Linked DNA regions of Scylla paramamosain: region 1 is linked to region 2. Evidence: chromatin contacts called from public Hi-C data. All regions are on one chromosome and are shown on one strand. The core of a region is the stretch at or near the end of the contact, and the rest is flanking DNA. Distances in the headings are between cores, read along the strand shown. Region 1 has its middle 54 kb from the start of LOC135106523. Region 2 overlaps LOC135106523 (thymosin beta-like).

Evidence for each region. Hi-C and Micro-C count contacts between places; a contact is called where the count stands out from the background.
Region 1: a contact with region 2 is called in a Hi-C map of testis, with 2.4 times the contacts expected there. The contact joins two enhancer-like sites.

What each region holds. Positions count from the first base shown.
Region 1 is chr13:22,744,012-22,749,446 of ASM3559412v1, forward strand. No RefSeq gene overlaps it. Among protein-coding and RNA genes, the nearest start is that of LOC135106523, 54 kb to the left of the region's middle. Within about 2 kb of position 2,975, the one cell type or tissue checked has an H3K27ac peak away from gene starts, as active enhancers do.
Region 2 is chr13:22,671,557-22,676,905 of ASM3559412v1, forward strand. The region is part of intron 1 of LOC135106523 (thymosin beta-like); the gene reads right to left. Among protein-coding and RNA genes, the nearest start is that of LOC135106523, 19 kb to the right of the region's middle. Within about 2 kb of position 1,800, the one cell type or tissue checked has an H3K27ac peak away from gene starts, as active enhancers do.

The DNA of each region.
Region 1 (5,435 bases), core at 1,725-4,224, 74 kb after region 2:
TCCTCCTCCTCCCCCTCCTGCTTCTACCTTTTTAGAACCACCTCCTTAAGCCTCTCGTGTGTGTGTGTGTGTGTGTGTGTGTGTGTGTGTGTGTGTGTGTGTGTGTGTGTGTGTGTGTGTGTGTGTGTGTGTGTGTGTGTGAAGGTACATTATCTTGACCAAGCGTAAAATTAAAGACAATAATAAAACAGCTGGGAGTGGAAAGAGACAAGACACTGAAGCATCATCATCTAACTATTGCACCTTATGTTTATCAGATTAAATATAAAGCGATATATTTTGTTCCTCTTCTCATTTCCTATTATAAATTTGTACAGCTCCGCAAGATTATCAGATATAAGTGCTCATTTGTCCCACCACGGAAACACTCACTGACAAATGCGCAGTGTGAGGGAAGCGATGATACAATATGTGTAGTGTGCGAGGTTTTAAAAGAGATATAATTTTTGTGTGCCACGTAAGTTAGGTTAAGGTATGTTAGGTGAGGCTAGGTTAAGGTAGATTAGGTTAGGTTAAAGTATGTTAGGTTAGGTTAGGTTAGGTTAAGGTATGTTAGGTTAGGTTAAGGTATGTTAGGTTAGGTTAGGTTAGGTTAGGTTAGCTTAGGTTGGGTTAGGTTAGGTTAGGTTAAGGTTAGGTTAGGTTAGGTTAGGTTAGGTTAGGTTAGGTTAGGTTGGGTTAAGGTTAGGTTAGGTTAGGTTAGGTTAGGTTAGGTTGGGTTAAGGTATGTTAGGTTAAGGTATGTTTAGCTAGGTTAGGTTAGGTTAGGTTAGGTTAGGTTAGGTTAGGTTAGGTTGGGTCAAGGTATGTTAGGTTAAGGTATGTTTAGCTAGGTTATGTTAAGATAGGCTGGATTAAGTTACGTAAGATTAGTTTACGCTACGTTATGTTAGATTAGGTTAGATTAAGTTAGGTTTGTTGAGATTAGGTTATGTTAGGTTAGGTTCGATGAGATTAGGAAAGGTTAGGTTTGGTTGGGTTAGGTTAGTTAAGGTATTTTAGGTTAGGTTAGGTTAGTTAAGGTATTTTAGGTTAGGTTAGGTTAGTTAAGGTATATTATGAGAGATTAGGCTAGTTTTTACACTAATATTATATAGTGTGTAAAATTTAATTCATATACTTTTGTGCTCCGGAAGCAAGGTCTGCCCAGGCTAGTTAGGTACTGCAACTACAGCAAATCAAGAATAACAATATAATATACACGCAATTCTCCTCCATTCGATTTCAGTATTTCAATAATCAACTTATTCATGTAAGACTAGCGTTTCTACTGCTATGTTCGCCTTTAATTCAAATTCGGAACACTGTAAAAATTATTTGCATGAACTCACAAAAAAAGAAAATATGAGGTAATTTGTCTTTTTATAGGGCACATAAGTATTCAAGAGACTGTAGCGGAGAATTTAGTGTCAAAGGAGCTGAATATTATAGGAGAAAGATAGAAAATATATTCGTCATTAAAAAGATAAACCATTTGGCCAAGATAAAGAAAATAACTCTCATAACAATTTGCTGGCATCTCTAACCATCATGGAAGAAAGAATATAGAAAAATAAATAAATAAATAGTTCGGCAATAAAAAGATAAACCATTTATTTGGCCACGACAGAAAATAACTCAAAACAACTTGTACTCATCTCTACTCATCACAGAAGGAGAAGTCTTATTGAGTAATAAATAAATAAATAGTTCAACATTAAAAGAATAAACCATTTCAGCAAAATAGCAACTTTTACAACTCAACCTATACTCATCTCTACTCATCACAGAAGGGGTAAGAAGGAGCTGGAGAACCGTAAGTTTTGAAATAATCTAATGGAATAAAGGCTGCAGATAACACAACGAAGTGCTCATAGCGGATTCCATTTTCTTTTTTTATCTTTTGAAAGGAAGACTGATAAATTATCGAGTACTGATGTCAGAGGATGGAAAAGCAGGATGCGACTGATAAACAGAGAGAGAGAGAGAGAGAGAGAGAGAGAGAGAGAGAGAGAGAGAGAGAGAGAGAGAGAGAGAGAGAGAGAGAGAGAGAGTAGAATTATCATTACTCATCAAATCCTACTAAAGGCAAGCAGTACATTGACCATTGACTCCTCTCTCTCTCTCTCTCTCTCTCTCTCTCTCTCTCTCTCTCTCTCTCTCTCTCAGGTAAGCTCGTGTACAGGTAAATTTCCGCCGACCTCACCTTTTGTCACGACATATACCTGCTTTTGTTTGGTTTAGTTTTTTCTTTTTTTCGGAATCGACGAGAAAAAAATATTTGGAGGTAAAAATATACATAGAATTCCTCTTTTTTTCATTTCTTTCTACTTATTATTTTTTTTAACTTGAGATGTACATTTTTTTATTTTGTATGTCTTGTTTTTGCTTTACCTCTCTCTCTCTCTCTCTCTCTCTCTCTCTCTCTCTCTCTCTCTCTCTCTCTCTCTCTCTCTCTCTCTCTCTCTTACGGACAAGTAAATGTTATGTCTGTCACGGCTGTGGGGAGGGAATGAGAGAGAGAGAGAGAGAGAGAGAGAGAGAGAGAGAGAGAGAGAGAGAGAGAGAGAGAGAGAGAGAGAGAGAGAGAGAGAGAGTAGGAAGGCAAAATAAAGAGGGAAGAGGGAAGGAGAAAGGAGGTAAATAAAAAAAACGAAATAAAAAAGTTAAGGAAAAAAATATAAATAGATGGAAGGATAAAAGAAAATAAAAGAATGGAGAGGAGGAAGCAATGGAACAGAAAATAGAAGAGAGAGAGAGAGAGAGAGAGAGAGAGAGAGAGAGAGAGAGAGAGAGAGAGAGAGAGAGAGAGAGAGAGAGAGAAAATGGAGGGAGAAGAATGGCTGTGGAAGGAAGGAGACACGAGAGAGATAATGATCAGAAGGAGGGAAGGAAGGAGAGAGGGAGGGAGGGAAGGAGGGAAGGAGGGAGGGAGGTAAGGAGGGAGAGTCATTCATATACCTGCCCCAACCTGCCTCACAAAAGAAGGAGGACGAGGCATTGTCGTGTGTGTGTGTGTGTGTGTGTGTGTGTGTGTGTGTGTGTGTGTGTCACTACCCTGCCGTAAACTATTACCAAAAGTTCAAAGTTGACGGTCAAGGTCTTCCCTCCTCCTCCTCCTCCTCCTCCTCTTCTCCTTCTCTGACCCCCAACGAGGACATTCTTCCCTCCCTCCCTCTCTCCCTCCTCCTCCTCCTCCTCCTCCTCTCCCTAACCTCCAAACCACATTTTCTTTTTACTATTACCTCCATCTCCTTCTTTACCTCCTTCTCCTCCTCCTCCTCCTCCTCCTCCTCCTTCTCCTCTTCCTCCATTCCCCTCAGTTCTCCCTTACCTCTTCTTTAACCCTTCTTCTTCTTCTTCTTCTATTTTTTTCTTCTTCTTCTCCCATATCTACAGGACCATCACCACCATCATCACCATCACTACCAACTCTACCATCACCACCATCACCACCATTTTTGGCACTTCATTTCTCACCATACTTGCCAACATCACCACCATCATCTCCTCCTCCTCCTCCTCCTCCTCCTCCTCCTCCTCCTCCTCCTTTCGCTTTGGTCAGAAAATGTAGAAGAAAGGAGGAATGGTAAATAGAGAAAAGGGAGAATAAGTAAGGCCATGATGATTGACAGGAGAGAGAGAGAGAGAGAGAGAGAGAGAGAGAGAGAGAGAGAGAGAGAGAGAGAGAGAGAGAGAGAGAGAGAGACTGTGAGGGTGCTTGTTCTCTGCCAATGGAGGTGGGAAATGCCTGCCTGCCTGCCTCTCTCTCTCTCTCTCTCTCTCTCTCTCTCTCTCTCTCTCTCTCTCTCTCTCTCTCTCTCTCTCTCTTAAACTCCTTACCCTTTCCCAAAGCCTTCCTTTCCCACGCTTGCAGGGAATATAATGGTCGAGAGAGAGAGAGAGAGAGAGAGAGAGAGAGAGAGAGAGAGAGAGAGAGAGAGAGAGAGAGAGAGAGAGAGAGAAACAGCCTTCAGGAAGTTAAACAAAAGATAACCATTCATTCATTATTTTTCTCTTTCTCTTATCCCTGTTCCTACTTTTATCATCCTTCTCTTTTCCCTTATTCCGCACATTTACGAATCTTTATTTTTTCTTATTTCCTCTATTTCCATTTATTTTCGTTTTCCTTTTTTCCGTTGCTTGTCTTTTCTCTTTTCTCTCTTTTTTTCCTTTTGTTTCGTCAATTCCCCTCTTTTCCTCCCATTTGGTTTCCTTTGTTCCTTTTCTCTTCCTCTCCCTTCGTTTCTCAGGCTTACATTTCTTTCTCCCTTGTTCTCTAACCTTCCCTCCTTCTGGTTCTCATTTCTTTCTTCTTTCTGTCTTTCTCTCTTCCTTTCCATTCTCTCTCTCTCTCTCTCTCTCTCTCTCTCTCTCTCTCTCTCTCTCTCTCTCTCTCTCTCTCTCTCTCTCTCTCTCTTCCTCATCTTTTCAATCTCCCTTCTTTATTTCTTTTAACTTCCTCTTTTCTTTGACCTCTTTTGTCTTGCATTTCTTTCATGTTCTGTACGTAACCTCCTCTTTACTACATTCTCTCTCTCTCTCTCTCTCTCTCTCTCTCTCTCTCTCTCTCTCTCTCTCTCTCTCTCTCTCTCTCTCTCTCTCTCTCTCAAGTATGTCCGTGTGGTATGTGTGTGTTAGTAACCGTGTGTGATTCGAGTGCATGTCTGTGTGTGTGTGTGTGTGTGTGTGTGTGTGTGTGTGTGTGTGCGGCCTTGACAGGAGAGGCTGGTGGTCGCTGCGCCATTCACCTCTTTGCATTGCGCAGTTTGGCGATGTGTGCTTTCCTGCCATCCTCATTCTGCGAAGGCAAGGGAAAACAATAGTGCACACAAATACACACACACACACATACACACACACACACACACACACACACACACACACACACACACACACACACGAGTAATGAAATAAATAAATACAGAAGAGAAATATGAAAATACACATGTGCATATAAATAACAAAGTACAATAATAAGATATGTAAATACAATGTAGCAAAAAGATGAAAAACAGAAGAGAAATATGAAAATGCACGCACTGATATTATTCATTCATAAATAACGAAAGTAACGAAAATAATAAAAATGAAGAAAACGTAATCTGATTCTCCTGAGTTATAACGAAAGGAATGAAAAAAAATAATAAAAAGAACACAGAATACATAATGGATAAACAAATACACAGATAAAATAGACATACAAATAACAGTGTATATAAATAAGAAGAAAACGCGACTGTAACTTACTGAAATATTTTATCACAAAAAATAAAAAAGAAAAAAAAAGAAAAAAAGAAAATAATAATATAGCAAAAATTATAAAAGGAAGAAATAAATCACGACAAAAAAAAAAAAGACACTGGAGGAAGAAATAGATAAGAATACCAGAAGAAAAAAATAGAAAACAGAGAATTATGAAAATACATGAAAAAAATAAAGAGCAAATCGAAGAC
Region 2 (5,349 bases), core at 550-3,049:
GTGAGAACGAGAAAGACCGAGTAAGGGGAGCTTTGAGAAAACAAGACCAACACAACCTTATACAGATTAAAGCAACTACCAGTGACCAACCTTATAAGTCTCTCTCTCTCTCTCTCTCTCTCTCTCTCTCTCTCTCTCTCTCTCTCTCTCAGTTACCTGCATGGCTTCTCCACGCGTGTAACTTATGACGCATATTTTTGGTCTTATTTCTCTGCAGCTCAGTTATTTTTTAAGACTGGTCTAAATCACCTGTACGCTTTGCCCTGCAGTCTTGAGTGGTTACCCTGTAAGCTCACTAGCACTGCCACACACGTGCTACATTCAGGGAGATCAAACTAACACCCTTATAACGCATCTTGTAGCTAATTCGCTCCGCATAAACATTTTGTGGCTTTTAAATCTTGTAAATGTTGCTAAATTATACATCTCTCTCTCTCTCTCTCTCTCTCTCTCTCTCTCTCTCTCTCTCTCTCTCTCTCTCTCTCTCTCTCTCGCACATACCATCAGCAAGGGAAAGATAGGAGCTAAGTAACGATAATAAAAGAAAAAAAAAGAAGATAAAACTGTGATGAAAATGAAGATAAGGAAGATACAGCAAACAGTGAATCATTGAGTCAGTTATTAACAATCTGTGATAGGAAAGATTATTGAAACCGCAGATAATGACCGTACAAAGTGTGTGTGTGTGTGTGTGTGTGTGTGTGTGTGTGTGTGTGTGTGTGTGTGTGTGTGTGTGTGTGTGTGTGTGTGTGTGTGTGTACCTGTGGAAGTGTGGGGAGTGACGGGAGCCCTCTGAACACTGAAGGCCCAAATAAGGAGGAGCAGGAGAATGATGAATGTGAACGTAGACAGAAGATGAGGCAGACCTAAGATGATATTATGGAGGGATAAGAGAGAGAGAGAGAGAGAGAGAGAGAGAGAGAGAGAGAGAGAGAGAGAGAGAGAGAGAGAGAGAGAGAGAGAGAGAGAGAGAGAGAGAGAGAGGCGTAAAGGATAGATCCTTATAGAAAAGACTAGATTGAGAAAGCTGACCAAAAAGAAGAAGGAGAAGAAGAAGAAGAAGAAGAAGAAGAAGAAGAAGAAGAAGAAGAAGAAGAAGAAGAAGAAAAGCTACGGTAAGTTTCTGGTGTGTGTACTCCTTATATGGTCACCTTTGTAAATAGTCTTGAGAAGTCTGTAATCTCAAGTACAGTTATAGGTAAACTAAGACAATTTACAGATATCTACCTGTATCTACCTAAATAAATATCTGAATACCTGTACCTATTCAGCGCATCACTCTGGCGCACCTGTTGACTAAATTTGCATATGTATGGAGGTAAATCTACTTATGTGTACCTATGGCTTTACAATTAAACGTGAAATACCGGAGAACTAATTACCTGACTCTCATTTACCAACATAATACAGGTAAGGCAAGGTCAGGTGTTAAATACGGACATTAAAGCAACATTATATAGAAAACTATTTATATTTACTTGCGAATTTTTAATATTCATAAGTATTTGCTCGTAGTATTTTGCTATGTTAATTTTATCCGCGTGACTCAAGGGAGAAGGATGAAGATTACAAGAAACTGGATAAGATGAAGCAATGTTTGGTAGTAGTAGGGTGTGTTTTACTCTCTCTCTCTCTCTCTCTCTCTCTCTCTCTCTCTCTCTCTCTCTCTCTCTCTCTCTCTCTCTCTCTCTCTCTCTCTCTCTCTCTCTCTGTCCCGTAGTGAGTGCTTTCTTACCTCATTTACTCACAGAAACCAAACAAGATCGTATTTTCTGCGTCATGTTTTTGCTGACCAGCCTAAGGAAGTGTGTGTGTGTGTGTGTGTGTGTGTGTGTGTGTGTGTGTGTGTGTGTGTGTGTGTGTGTGTGTGTGTGTGTGTGTGTGTGTGTGTGTGTGACCCAGAAACGATTTTCCCTCCTATGAGTCACGGTCGTGGGTTCATGTATCTCTCTCTCTCTCTCTCTCTCTCTCTCTCTCTCTCTCTCTCTCTCTCTCTCTCTCTCTGATAACGTCAACATGTCAGAAGGCAAGCACTCAGTTACAGTAGCACCACCCGCTTCTCTCTCTCTCTCTCTCTCTCTCTCTCTCTCTCTCTCTCTCTCTCTCTCTCTCTCTCTCTCTCTCTCTCTCTCTCTCTCTCTATGACGATTGTATAATTTCTATAGTCTTCCAACATTCAAGTCAGGCATATGTGAATGACGTAAGGGATTATTTTACGAGTGATCACAAGAAGACGACTCCAGCAGTAGCAGTATCTGTAGACTAGAGGATGTGGTTATCGTGTGTGAGTGTGAGTCTGTGTGAGTGCTGTCTGTGTCTGTGTGTGTGTGTGTGTGTGTGTGTGTGTGTGTGTGTGTGTGTGTGTGTGTGTGTGTGTGTGTGTGTGTGTGTGTGAGTGTGGGTGAGTGGGTGTGAGTAAGTGTAAGTGAGTGGGTGGGTGTATACATACGTACAAACATACGTCTCCTCTCTGAATAGCACCACCCATCTCTCTCTCTCTCTCTCTCTCTCTCTCTCTCTCTCTCTCTCTCTCTCTCTCTCTCTCTCTCTCTCTCTCTCTCTCTCACCACATCATCATCCCCTTGCACCTTCCTTCCTCACGTACACCTCTAAACACACACACACACACACACACACACACACACACACACACACACACACACACACATCTTTCCCAAGCACCACCACCATCACCACTACCTCCTCCTCCTCCTCCTCCTCCATCACATCTGCTTGACTCATATCGACACCTGCGGCTCCCATCACTCCTACACCTGCCTGCCTCGCTTACCTGCCTCATCAACTCACGCTTCCTCGCTCTGACTCACCTCTACACCGTCTGGGAGGCTTGCGTGAGTCGTCCGGGTGCTTTTGGGTGAGTCAGGGACCAGAGCAGTGAGTCAGAGGAATCGCCGGAGTGGGTCAATACCCTGGGACTGTGACTGACTGACTCCCTCTCTCTCTCTCTCTCTCTCTCTCTCTCTCTCTCTCTCTCTCTCTCTCTCTCTCTCTCTCTCTCTGATATGAAGAACCTTTAAGAACTTGAGAGAGAGAGAGAGAGAGAGAGAGAGAGAGAGAGAGAGAGAGAGAGAGAGAGAGAGAGAGAGAGAGAGAGAGAGAGAGAGAGAGAGAGAGAGAGAGAGAGATGGGAAAAATGCATTGTTACAGAGAGAGAGAGAGAGAGAGAGAGAGAGAGAGAGAGAGAGAGAGAGAGAGAGAGAGAGAGAGAGGTTGCCAGGTGTTAAGTGCCAGGTGAGTGGGAGAGCAACACCACCTGAAGTGAATCACGAACCGGCCCTCTCTCTCTCTCTCTCTCTCTCTCTCTCTCTCTCTCTCTCTCCACCATATGGCTGGTAGCAGGACTCATCAGCTGTTACAGAGACGGGTGATGAGAGGGGATGTGACATGGGGAGGGATGGAGGGAGGAAAGATGAGGGAGAGGGAGGGAGGGAGGGAGGGAGGGAGTGAGGGAGGAAGGGAGGGAGGAAGAGTAACCACCGTGACCGTAACGGGACTACCACTTCACGTTGGGAGGAAGAGCACGGAGAGAAGGGAGGAAAAGGAGAGGAGAGAGGGGGAAGAAAGGGAGGGCATGGTGAGAGAGAGCGAGCGAGAGAGAGAGAGAGAGAGAGAGAGAGAGAGAGAGAGAGAGAGAGAGAGAGAGAGAGAGAGAGAGAGAGAGAGAGAGAGAGATTCTTTTAATAGCACATCACCTCTTTACCACGATATAAAACTCGCACTCTTTCATCTTAAATTCCAGAGAGAGAGAGAGAGAGAGAGAGAGAGAGAGAGAGAGAGAGAGAGAGCAATTTGCATAGTAAGTAAGAAAACACAACTGATACCCTCCACTTCGCGTCCACCAATCACAAGTCAGCTTCGTATGACGTACTGACAAACAACGCATTCCTATTTTCTATGAAGCCCAAAGAAAACTATCCTCCACCTATATTTATCCGATAATAATCCTGGAATCCGCTGCAACTTCTTTTAATGAAATTTTTCTTGAAAGGAGGAAGGGGAGAGAGAAAGAGAAAGACAGAAAGAAGGAAAGGAAGAGGGGAGAGGGAGAGGGATTAGTGGATGGATAAGTCTGCGTTGAGAGAGAGAGAGAGAGAGAGAGAGAGAGAGAGAGAGAGAGAGAGAGAGAGAGAGAGAGAGAGAGAGAGAGAGAGAGAGAGAGAGAGATAGAATGGTTGGAGGGATAGTGATGGAGAGGAAAAAGGTTGAGGTGAGCAAAGAAGTGAGGGAAGACTAGAAAGCCTTCTCACTATTTGTGTGTTTCATAATCATCTCCGTGAAGAATGAGAGGATGAAGAAAGGGAGCAGCGATAAGGGAAGGAAAAATGGAGGAGAGAGGGGAGAGGACGGAAAATGAGAGCAGATTAAAGAAAAAAATGTAATAAAAAATCAGATATGCGAACCGATAGATTTACACACACACACACACACACACACACACACACTTAGATATAAACATAGATACGTAAGATCACGTTTAAACACACACACACACACACACACACATATCAGATATCAATAGTTTCGTCATTCTATCAACAAAACATCCTATTGTACCACCACACAAGTTAAACAAGTATCATAATTATACCATAACTAATCCCTAGTTTGATCTAATTGGTAATGCGACCAGTCTGGATGTGACATTAGTTTTATCATAAATGATCGGCAATTAATATGATTCGTATAAGTATTCTTCCTCAATTAGCAAGAAGTTTATGGCGTAATTTTTGATTCAAGGGTATAATTTCACATTGTATAACTCGCTGTATGTATGTGTGTGTGTGTGTAGGTGGGTGGGTGGGTGGGTGGAGTAATGACAGGACTGGTTTTAGTTATAAAGGAAGACGACGAGGACGAGAAGGGAATGGAGGAGGATGGCGATGACGAGGAGGACGAACAGCAGGAGGGGAAGGAGGACGACAACGATGACGAGGACGATAAGAAGAGGAAGAAAGAAGAAAAGGAGAAGTACATACTAGACCTGATAAGCTGAAAGGGGGAGTAAGCGTGGGGAGGGAAAGGGAGTATGAGCCGGAGCGGGAAATGGGTACGTGGTTGGTGTGAGTGACGTGGGTGGAGGGAAAGGTTTAGTCACGGGGGAGGTGGTGCCAAATCCCTATGGTGCCTGATGGGGCTGTGAACACTTCTGAGTAATTCCTTTGTTTCAGCGGAAATCCCTGGCCTCAATGGCACCCGCGTCCGCCTTTACCCTGCCCCTCCTTCCTGTCACTGCCCAAACTTAACTAAATGACAACTACAGTCACAAATATTCGAGTCTTCCCATCATGTCTGTTATGATAGGTACCCATTGAAACATGTTTTTTTCCC